Linked DNA regions of Mus musculus: region 2 is linked to region 1. Evidence: chromatin contacts called from public Hi-C data. All regions are on one chromosome and are shown on one strand. Each heading gives the region's core, a stretch centred on a gene start, on an enhancer-like site or on the middle of the called end of the contact. The rest is flanking DNA. Distances are from core to core; before and after follow the strand shown.

The links. A called contact is a pair of places that touch in the nucleus more often than the background predicts.
Region 2: a Hi-C map of cerebellum shows a contact between it and region 1, with 3 times the contacts expected there. The contact joins the enhancer-like site here to the promoter of Btbd3 in region 1. A contact is called at or near these places in 1 of 39 promoter capture datasets (hippocampal neurons) and 5 of 484 Hi-C or Micro-C datasets (cerebellar granule neurons, cerebellum and cerebral cortex).

Annotation. Positions count from the first base shown.
Region 1 is chr2:138,274,927-138,280,891 of GRCm38.p6, forward strand. Btbd3 (BTB (POZ) domain containing 3) reads left to right here and starts at 3,567. Exons shown (of 4, transcript NM_145534.2): 1 at 3,567-4,331; 2 at 4,823-4,913; 3 at 5,447-5,565. The coding sequence starts at 3,982.
Region 2 is chr2:138,586,346-138,592,058 of GRCm38.p6, forward strand. Gm14061 (a long non-coding RNA gene) reads left to right here. Exons shown (of 6, transcript XR_866782.2): 3 at 2,789-3,091. Among named protein-coding and RNA genes, the nearest start is that of Gm14061, 8.1 kb to the left of the region's middle. Within about 2 kb of position 1,271, at least 13 of the 459 cell types and tissues checked have an H3K27ac peak or open chromatin away from gene starts, as enhancers often do. A contact at or near this core is called in cerebellar granule neurons, cerebellum and hippocampal neurons, where this site is marked.

The sequences.
Region 1 (5,965 bases), core at 2,317-4,816:
TTAAGTACATGGGATCTAACCATCTTTTCTTTCTGAAAGTCCCTAGTCTTCAGTTATTGATGGGAAGGAGCCCTGGATATAAAGCTTTAAGTACCCCAGAAAATAATTCACTTTCTCAAATCAGTCTTTAAAAGGCTTGACTGTATCAAGAGCAACATCAAAACATAAAGAATAAAATAGAAAAAAATCAGCTTGAACTTTATATTTTCAACTCTTATATGTATGCTCTGCTCTAAGTCAGAATATAAAATATGATTCTAACTGGATTAAGCATCGTTGGTTGGAGAAACGCTTTTCCAAACAAACCTCACTGTTCAGCTGAGAAAACTGGGTCCCTTAGAGACTGATTGGATTTCAGAGCCCCCTTCCCGTGCTCTGGCAGTTAAGTGGCTTAGCCAAAATGGAACAGTTTCTTGGTTGCTGCTGATGCCAGTGTGCACAGCTAGCTTTCTGAGACAGAATTAGGGAGTTGATTATTTAAGGGTTGGCTGTTTCATCTGCTTGGTATTTTTGAAACCTGCTGTTTACATCTGAGGATCTGGACTAGATCTCTTCCAGACAACCTTACACTATAGACTCTGACTTGCCTGGCCGCTCACCTGGATCTTAGAATGGTGCCATTACTCAGAACAGAAGAATTTTAGAACAAGATAGGAGAGGTTAAATTCTTGGTTCAAACTAGAATAAATTATCTTGAGTTGTTTGGGCATCTGTTTGAAGATACTATGTTGGCAGGCCTAGAACCCGGATCTTTGGGGAAGTCTTTCTCAAACTCAGTGCTGTGCACACTGTGGAAAACTTGTGAAAATGCAGTTGTGATCCCGAATCTTATGATTCCAAATTCCCTGAAGGCTCCTGGGACATGCTGCTTTTGGCCCTGGGACTGCAGGTTTAGCAGCAGTGTGTGGCATGTCTTCAGAGGAGGAGAGGCAGCTCTGAGTGTGTGTGTGTGTGTGTGTGTGTGTGTGTGTGTGTGTGTGTGTGTATCTTTTAACAGCCACCTAACCAGCCAAGAGTGGCCTTCTACAGCAAGCACTGTTCTAGGGCGTCCATAGAACTCAGTTCTCCTTCTCTTACTTTTCATTTTTCAAGCTTTTCTACAAAGCTTGTTCTTTCCAAATACCTGGGTTCTTTAGGCTCAAAAGAGGGTTTTCTAAAGCCTTATGTAATTTCCTTTCTCAAACTACTACATGCACTTTCCCTCTTCTCCTTAGTGATGCAGAAGCTGTAGTTTTGGAGGCTTTTTGTGGTGTTAGCCATAGCCTTATGTAAGATAAGTAAAGACAAATCCTTACATGTTGTTCTTTTGCTTCTTCTGTTTAGTCTTCTTCTGTTGCCAGTTAATAATGATGGCCTCAAAACAGCTGGTTTCCTCTTCCATTCTAATTGATTAGTTCTGACCTGAGAAGCCAGATACGGGGTCTGTTAGAAATATGTTTGGGATTTATGCTCAGAAGTGCCTCTTATCAGAAGGGCTTTGCAGACAGGTATGATTGAGAACTTGAGCAGCCAGTAGAGAGGCCGTCTGTTCCTGGTAGGCAGCTTACTCAGGGGCTACTGGTTTTCTTAGTGCCTTTTCCTCGGTGTTCTGTGCGGGTGAGTGAGAGTCTGTCTGTCTGTCTGTCTGCCTGCCTGCCTGTCTCTCTATGAGAGTGTGTGTGTATGTTGGGCATAGGTGTTTGTGTGTTATGTGTATGATATGTGGGATGTTTGTATGTGGTGTGATATGTGAGTGTAGTGGGTGTGGATGTTTGTATCTGTATGTTTGTGTGGTGTGTGATGTATATATGTAATGTATATAGACGTGCACGAGTTTGTGTGTGTGTGTGGTGGGAGGCAGAGGTTGACCTTCCACTGCTCTCTGTTATTTTTTGAGACAAAGTCTATTCATTTATCTGTAGCTCACCAATGAGCTAAGGCTAACTGGCTACCAAGGCCTTACTAATAACCCTTACCTACTGCTAGAGTTAGGGTTATAGGTACAGGCTGCTGGGCTGGGCTTCGCCTTCCTTCCTTCCTTCCTTCCTTCCTTCCTTCCTTCCTTCCTTCCTTCCTTCCTGTGCTGGGGATCCAAACACTGGTTTCCATTCTTGTATTACAAGTTCTTTACTCACTCCCTGGCCTTCTAGATGCTTTCCAACAGGTTATCATATAACAGGTTATCATATCTCTAACATTATCCTCAAAGTACAGCTGAAGGTGATTTGCAAGGGTATTGATGTGCAGTGTCTTAGCCCTGCAGTCTAGAATACAATAATTGTCATAAATAAGCAGCAACTTGGTTCCATCAACAATGGGGATAGGTAACCTTGCCTGTGTCTCATACTCTGTGCTCGCAGAGGCTTTCAAATGGCTTTAAATAATGACAATACAAAGGAACGCCTTTGGAATGATTTAGGACTAAGATGCTAGGGGATTTAAAAATTTATTCTGGTATGCAATACTGTTAGTTATAGTAACAGTGTTCTCATTTGCTGAGGAGTCTCCATGCAGGCGAATGTTACATAGCACACAGGGCTAGGACTCTGAAGGATCAGGGACCAGAGGCAGCAGATAGCCTCTCTACTTTGAACAAACCCGAGTAATCCCATAGATGGGGCGGGAGTCACTCTAGTCATTAGTCTGCCTTTACAAACTATGAAGCTCCAGTAGATGCTGTTTTACTGGCAGCTGCCGGGGAAGCCTTATTCTCATCTAAAGCAAAGAGATCTTTTGCCTTTTAACTAGTTAATAGGAGACTTTGATCATTTTAAATAGCCCTTCTACTGGTGCTGTGCTAGAGCTTACGGATTCTTTAAAATTTGTATGACAAGATTAAATGTAGCCTTAAGAGTTGAGTTGGATTTTGAGATCCTGAGCAGTGCCCTATCTGACTTATCTGCAGTGAATCACAGGGTTTAAGCACTAATTATCAGAGTTGTCTCATTTGAATGAATGCTATTGTCATATCTACAGTCTGCCTTATGCTTGAGTACAGCTAAGTGTGCTGGTGGAAGCTCATCGTAATTAACTGTGTTTTGTGACCTGGGACACAGGTCCAAAATCAGTGCCGAGCTAGAAAACATTGGAAGCAAGCTAAATGCAGAGCCTTAGCAAAACATCCAGAGACTAAAAAAAGACCCCTCCCCTCCCCTGCCGTGGCTGGGCTTAAATGTGTTTGGTTTAATTTCAGTACGTTGGTTCCCTTTGGCTTTATAGTCTAGGAGATCCTGTTCAAAATACTTGCAAGTAAATGCTGCTAGGAGGAAGATTGTTGCCAGGAAGAGAGATTAGACATATGTGTTCCCATTCTTTGTTAATGGCTTTTGCTTGTTTTGGTTGAAATGAAAATGTTCCTGTACTAAAGAGAAATAAACCCCTCCCTTCCTGTTTGCAAATGTCTTTCATTTGCTGTTTATCTTAATTAAATATACAGTAGAAAAGAGAATGTAACTGCTGCTCCTTTAATATCAGAGCTGTGCATGCTACAATAGGTGTCACTGTTTGGCTTCATCCAATCCTGATTGGTGGCTTCAGCTATTGGCTCGGAGCTCTGGCTGTCTGACTCCGTCTGCAGGGCTGTAATACCTACTCTCCTCTCCCGATCCATTCACCACACAACTTCACCGGCCGGCCGCGGCCGTACTGACTCGCTGGGCTCGCCACATCTTGCTAACCTAATTCAGAAAGCAAGCGCCTCAGCTCTCTCTCTGCCTGCCTCCTTTGCTCAGCTTTGCAGGTGATCCAGAGAACGGCTGGTTTTATGCGCAAGTAAGAAAACCAGGAATCATGATGGGAATGTATTTAACAGATCCGGTCCTGGATAAAACTTAAAGCCAGTTTCTCTTCAACATAGTGAAAAGGTCACCTTGCCTGGCTGGGAAAAGCAGGAAGAAAGCAGCCTGCCGGTCTCTGTTAACATCTTAGCTCCGGCTAGCCTCTTTGCCTTGATGTTTGAGCAGTTTTGCGAGATCTAGCTCTAAAGAGAGACATCCTGTACTCATGGTAGATGATAAAGAAAAGAACATGAAATGTCTCACCTTCTTCTTGATGCTTCCAGAGACAGTAAAGAACAGGTCCAAAAAAGGTTCAAAGAAAGCCAACAGCAGCGGTGGCGGCGGCGGCGGCGGCAGCGTTGGCAGTGGGAGCAGCAAGTTGCCCCCAGTTTGTTATGAAATAATTACCTTGAAGACTAAAAAGAAGAAGAAGATGGCTGCTGATATATTCCCCCGTAAGAAGCCAGCCAACTCCAGCAGCACCACTGTCCAGCAGCAACACCAGCACAACCTCTGTAACAACAACCTCATCCCGGCCCCCAACTGGCAGGGTCTTTATCCCACCATCCGAGAAAGGTAAGCGCCCTTGCTGGCAGGCTAGCGTGTTTACTCTCAAAGTTTGCCGGTGGTGAAGTCTCTGCTTTTTCATGACTGTAATGCAGTTTACCACGAATCCCTGCTCCTCTTCCCCAGAGGCTCTACTGGTAATGGAAAGCTGCCTTGTATCTTTTCCAAAGCAGTACAGCTGTTTTCCTCTTAGATAAAAATATTTTTGCAAGCTGTAACATTTAAGCAGCAGCTTTGTGTCTGTGGAGCACAGAGACAGGAAACCCTTCATTTGTCCTAAGCCCTGTAAAAGTTTAGTTAACTTTTAAAACTTGAGTTCCTTGCCATGTGTCTGCAGTGGTTTCAGGCAGTGGTGTGGCTGGACCCTTTGTATGCTCTTTAGCTGGGAGTGGAACGCTGAGCTGTTGTTGCTTAGCTTAACTCTGAAGTTTTGCATGTTGGGGAAAGGGCTGCTAAGAATACAGGCTGTTGTGAATTAATGACTCGCCTCTTGTTTGTAGAAATGCGGTGATGTTCAATAATGACTTGATGGCAGACGTACATTTTGTGGTTGGGCCACCAGGTGGGACTCAGCGGTTGCCAGGACACAAAGTAAGCAACAGCTGCATTACCGGTTTAGTCCTGAGATTTACATAGAGGGACCCTGTCAGCACAGAGCTTGGTGTGGGCAGGCAGCCCGCCGGCAGCCACTGCATGGTTCGCCCAGTTACAGAGAATATAGACCTTTGGCCACACTTCATTTTGTCTTTGTTTCCTTCTACACGGTTGTATATATCACCCAGAAATGTGCGCTTCTCACTCTCCAGGGCTAGGAAATGTTGTAACTGGCTTGGAAAGTCCTCTGTTTACTGTACCTATAGAAATCCGATAAAGAGCCCATGGTTTGATTTATTTCCCAGTGGGGTGGGGGTGTATATTAATGTCAAAGCTTTGAGATATTGATGGAGAGCCCACTTTGTGTGACAGTCTCATGCTCCCTGTCCAGTGCACCATAGCCTGGCTGTTTACGACGGTGGGCTATGTACCTTACGTGCCCCCGGCCCTCAGTGGCTAGTGGTTTTGGGGATTGACTCTGCAAATGCTTTCAGTGTAGTGTGTGAAGGGAGCTCTCCCTTTCTCCACAGTACGTCCTCGCTGTCGGGAGCTCAGTGTTCCATGCAATGTTTTACGGAGAACTCGCTGAGGACAAAGATGAAATCCGAATCCCAGACGTCGAACCTGCTGCCTTCCTCGCCATGCTGAAGTAAGCATGATGTGTGTGTTTGGAAAGAGTTTCTTGTGCTGTGTTCCTGCTCTGCTGGCCTCTCAGTCAGATCTGAGTTTCCTGTAAGCGAGAGATTCTAAAGAGAGGGGGTGCTGCTTGCCTTGTAAATGGTCTTAGAACCGCTCTTCTGTGCTCGGGGAAGTCCTATGGAATGTCGCAGGCAGTTAGAGCCATTCCTTAGCCTAGAGCCTAGGGGCAAAGAGCTCACGTGGTGAGCTGCTTTTAGGGACATTTTAAAAGAAAAATAGCTTTCTGGAATAAACACTGTTTAATAGGGATGTTCTCCTTCTGAAAGCAGGACACTTTAAGGAGGCTTCAGAGAAATAGACCTTTACTTCACAATGAGAGCAGTGATGTACCTTGTTTAGCTAGCAACACT
Region 2 (5,713 bases), core at 21-2,520, 310 kb after region 1:
AGTCACATTGCTAGAACATACATTTGAAAGATTCTTGAGAGCCCCCCCCCCAGTAGTATCAAAAGGGATAAACATCTGTAAAGGGATGGATGAGGGGAAGAGGGGATTCGAACTGCCAAACTGCAATGCGAAGAGATATCCAGAGTGGAGCAGCCAATAAGCTGTGCAGAAAGCTTCAGAGCTGTATCTTTAGTGGGTCTTCACACACCGTGGGGTGGGCTTCTCAGTGATGTAGCTGCTTTTGAGTAAGTACCTGTAAGTAATCCCTCTCCCATACTCCTGTTAGTAATACAATAAAAACCCATTAGTTCACAAAATTGAATTTGTCACAGCCATTCCTTTGGTGTGTTACGTGTTCCCTTTCCTGGGTAAATAGCCTTGTGTGGTGTGTCTTCTTAGGAAAGGTCTGTCACACAGCAGCCTATAACTTGAAATCATCCAGCCCCAGCCTCCAGAGTGCGGCCCTTATACTACCATGTCAGACAGGTTCACACATGTGATTTGTTGTTGTTGTTGTTTTGCTAACTGTTCATATTCTTTAATGGGCTATAAAACAAGTTGTCAGACAGATTTTATTTAGAATGGGGGTGATAGCTCAGCAAATAAGAGTATATTCTGCTTTTACAGAGGATCTGATTCTCTCAGCACCCACATCTGGTAGCTACAGCTCAGACAGCCTCCTCTGCCTTCTGACGACAGAATCTGCACAGAGGCATACACAAATGGACACATTAAAAATACATAAATCAGTTTTTGAAAATGAGGATCTTGTCATTTCTAGGGCTGGGAGCATGTACATGGTTCAGTATTCTCTTTTTCCTGTGGCTCTGACTACCAGCCCAGAGAACCTCTCACAGACAAAAGGGCCTCTGGTAAAACAGGATAGGTACGGGTTATTTAGAGCTTTGAGGAACTTTGCAGTTGTAGTACTATGACTGCCATTTTTGCATTTAGCTGCTTTCTGCCTTCTGCCTTCTGCTGGGGCCTTTCCTTTTTAAAGCAAATATTTTAAAACTCATTAAAAAAACATTTGAATTTCAGCAATGATAAGAGAAGGGGGAAAGACTCATGGGGTTGGTGGGGGAAGCACAACAAAATGTTACCCAACAGTGCATTGGATGGCTATTTAAAGCCCGCAGTGGCCATCAAGAGTAGGGTAGCCATAGCAACAAACCAGAATATTATCCCTGAGTGTGAGGACCTGCTGGAGGAGGACAGACAGTGCTGAGGACAGGGGTCTCCAGCAAGTAGGCTTTCCCAGCAGAGCTCTGCCTCACAGACTGGAAAGGAGCAGCTCTAGCTGAAGCTGCGAGTCTCCTCAATGAACACAGAGTATATCTATAGCTTTGGCAACCTCCTTGGAGAACTGAAGGTTGGCTTCCTTAGAGATAACCTAAAATGGAGCGTATTTTTTAAAAATATCTTTGATCGATTTCACATTTCGAGGCACTAGAAAACAAAAAAACAAAAAGCAGACAGCAGACCACATGGAAGCTGTGGGTGGGAGCTGTGATTGTTCCTTTCCAAGCAATTCCTTCGGCTGCTATGCATTAGGCCTCTGATCCTGTGGTATTCACATGAAGTGATGGAAGATGCATGGAGCCAGTTTGGTGCCTGCCTCGCCCCTTCTGTCCGGCTGGTGGACCAGATGCACTGGGGGTGGAGGCTCGTACCTTCCAGCTGCTCTTTGTAGAGATGTGCCTCTCCAGGAAATGCTTATGATGTCCTACTGTGATTCAATGACTGGGGCATAAAAACTTGGCCTCTTGCCTCAATTCCAGGACATAACCGGGTGGCCAACAAACTTTCATGTGATATTAGCCTCAACTCAGATTATAAAAAAATGTTTTCTCCAGTTCTATTTTATCTCCCCCATTTCCATAAAGACTCCTTTAAGTGTTCTCAATCAGCAAAAATGCCTATAGGATGATCACACTTTGAAGATTGGCTCCACGGTAATCCGATCTCAAACTGACATCTTGGGCTTTATCCTGGGAACAAGACTGAGCCAACCTGGCTTCCATCTGTGGTCTATTACCCAGGAACTAGTGGCTTGTGCTCTCAGGGAAATGTTTCACAATGGTAGAGTTGCTGGCTTATGAGTGCATAGGATTTTTTAACCTCTGAACATATACCTTTACTCAGCTAATGGACCCACTCCTATTTCATTTCCCTATGTAGGTCACACCATTAATACATTAAACCAACAATTTTTCCCATCAAAGATTACTTTCTATGTAACCTGATCAAAGCCATAGGGAGAATGAAGATAATGTCTCTTGTAATTTTATGGGATCCACCCAAGTCTATTGATATCTGTTCCAAGTCACTGCAAGTCATTTGCAAAAGATTACTGGTGACAGAGATCTCCTTGATACTACGATCTGAACCATCTCATCTGTTGGACTAAATTACCCGTCAGGCAGAGATCAACTCAGCTATCCTTCAAGAGCTCTCTTTACCAATCACCATGTGCTCTGATTTGGGAATGAATGGAAATAGACTAAAGACTAAAGAATTTCTGTTTGAGAGAGAGAGCGGTTTAGGCATCATCATAAGCCTTTTAAGATTATGTCTCTAAAGAAGGAGTATTTTGTTTGTTTTTTTTTTTTTTCACTTTGGGGTACTTCCTTTAAAGCTCTGAGGCTTCATGCTGTATATAGAGAGGTCCTGCTTAGTTCCTTTTCTGGTCTTGGGCGCCTGTATTCTATGTCCTTACCTGATAGGGCCATCTTAACCAGAGGTAAAAGTTGATAAGAGGTTATCCCTTTGTCTCCTAACTTCTCAGAGGCAGTCATGGACAACTAATGATGTTGGAATTACAAAGCCTACACACTGGCCTCTAGCTGAAACCATACTGTGGAGAAATTCATTGTGTAGCTGAGGAGTCTGAACGGAGCCAGATTCCAGCTGAGACCACACTGCTGATCAACTCGTTTCCAGCTCTCTCTGGCTTCCCTCACTCCCTTGCCAGTTTGTCCTGGCACCACTCCTTCAATGAATCCTTTCAAAGGAGCTTACTTGTGAGGCTTTATACCTAAGAGCCATCATCCTGCTGGCATCTGAGGAAGTGGAAGGCCACAAAGAGAAGGTAAGGCTGGGAAATGACCACCGTTGCTAATTTGTTCCACAGTAGGCAACTGAAGGTTCTTGGTGTAGGAAGAATTGAATTTCATTCCGTTCTCCAGTCCCCCAAATATGTCTTCAATATGTGGGAACAAAAAGAAAGGCTACTAGTGCTTTCTTTTGCAAGAATTTGGAGAATTGGTTTCATTCCCAGCTGTATGCTTAGAGTATGAGACAGGGAGTCCTCAAGTATTTGTTGAATGTAGTCGGACAAAACATCATTGGTAGACTTTTCTATTCCTGAGCACACTTGGGATACAATAAAGATATTAAAATGGCAGGCTTAAGGGACAAAAAAGGAGATTAACCTACTTTTAGCTTTATTAACTTTGCTTCTGCAATCTTTCCAGTGAAGTGGGGCAAGTCTTATTAAATGCTAATTATCTTCCCTATTCTTTTGCATTCTGCTTGTTTCGTTCTTGAGAGTGTGTTTCTCACAAAGAAGTTAACTTATTCAACTCAAATATGTATCATACATAAGTTCAAAACTATAATTTCTAAGTACTTCACCTTACTGAATTCTAAATGCCATACAAAAAACTGATTTTGACATGTATTCAGATCAGCTGAGTTGCAGTTTATTGAAAGGACAGTGTAGCACTAATTCACCTAAGAAGTCCAGCAGTCTCTGAGTGATGTGACAGACTAGAATTATCAGAATTAATAGAATTACGTGGCAGGGTAGAATTATCAGGATCTTTGGATTTTAGATAAGGTTTTGTTTGGCAACAGTTTTTGTTAATATCTTTCTTTATTAGTAATAAAGTTTACATATTGTTTGACAGATGAGAATTGAATGAAAGTGAATTTGGAAGGGTAGTGCCAGGATTTTGTGCACAGATGTGTGCCTTCTGATTTCCTCTGAACTGCCTTAGTTAGCTGTTAAGGTTGGAACTTAGAGCAAGTTCAACATTTGAATGCCAAAGAACTCAGTGACACCCTAATTCCATTTGTGTTTTCTTTAAACCATATCTTTTGTGTGTTTTAAGGGTGTGATAAGTAATGGTTAGCACATTCACACTGATGTGCACAGAGCTCTAGAGCTACTATTGCTTTATGAATGTACCACCCTGTCCCACACCCCTGCAGCTACATTAGTTTACAGCCTCACCCAATACTACAAACACTTCTGTACTTTGCCACATCTGTGTGATTTTCCTTATATCTATCCTAATGAGCACGAGGTGATAACTCACTTTGGTTGTGATTTGCATTTTTTGACTGTTAGTGTTATTGAGAATATATGTGAGTGTATATGTATATAATATATATATATGTATATACATACATATATTGACTATATGTATGTGTTTGCAGAAAAATAACTATTCAAGTCCTTTACACACTTTTAATTGGGTTGTCTAATTTGGGGGGTAGATGGGTAGAAATATTTGTTCATACATTCTAGTTTTATCCCTTATCAAATATATAATCTGAAAATATTTTCTTCCATTCTGTAAGCTTCTCCCCCCACTGTGTTGCTTGTGTTTTTTGAAACTCATTTTTTTTACATTTGTTATATAGTTTTCTTTGTCTCGTTTTGCTTTCCCTGTGTGTGTGTGTGTGTGTGTGTGTGTGTGTGTTCATGTGCATTTAGGTACTCGTATGTATAAGTCAGAGGACAGCCTTAGTAATGACTTTTGAAGTGCATCCACCTTGGGAAGACAGAGTCCCTCATTATACAGAGACTCAACAACTAGAAGTTAGATTTTCAGCAAGGCGGTACCTGCCGCGTCCATGCCAAGGTGAGAGATTATGCTGAGTGATAGATCTGGTATGAGGAATGCTTATTTGGAAGTAAGGGATGTGAGGGACCTTGAGAGAGGGGTAGAGGCAAACAGACAGAGCCACAAGGGCAGAACAGCAGGGACAGAGAAGGACAGAAAGAAAGAGAGGCAGGCCAGCTGAAAACAGTTGGGAACAAAGAGAAAAAAAGGAGGGATAGAGTGAAGGGCTGGGGTAGTGAGCAGCCCTCTATAGGCTGCCAGGCCAACAGCATGTGATGGATGATGATGCAGGTTGTTGCTTGGTGTCTGTTGCTAGATCCCTGGGAAGAGCCCGGTGGAATCGCTTGCCACCCTACAGCAAGTCCTATGGATCTCCTGTCTTTGTTTTAGTTATGTGATTATAAGCAGGAGCTGCCATAAACAGTTTATTTTATATGTGAGGTCAAAAAAAATTGTTATGGAGCTTTTTAATCGATATTTTCTTCCAGTTTTTCTATAGGTTTAGGTCCACACTTAGGTCTTCCATCCATGTGGACTTAAGTTTTAAATATGTTGGTTAGTAACATTCTCACCTCATTCTCTTTCATGTGGCTGTTCAGTTTTTCCAGTACCAATTCTACAGACATTTTTCTTCTCTCAGTAAGTTATCTTGGAAGCCTTGACATAGAGCAGGTTGGCCATGCACACAAAAGCATTTTCCCTGGGATTTCTACTCTTTCCTTGCCTGTCTTCACGCCTGTATGAACATAAATTCATGTGCTGTTTAACTACTGTCACTTGAAATATTTTTTGAAGACAGGAAATGTGACAGTACAACTCTTGATCTTTTTTCAACATTAATTATATATTTGAAATTCCAT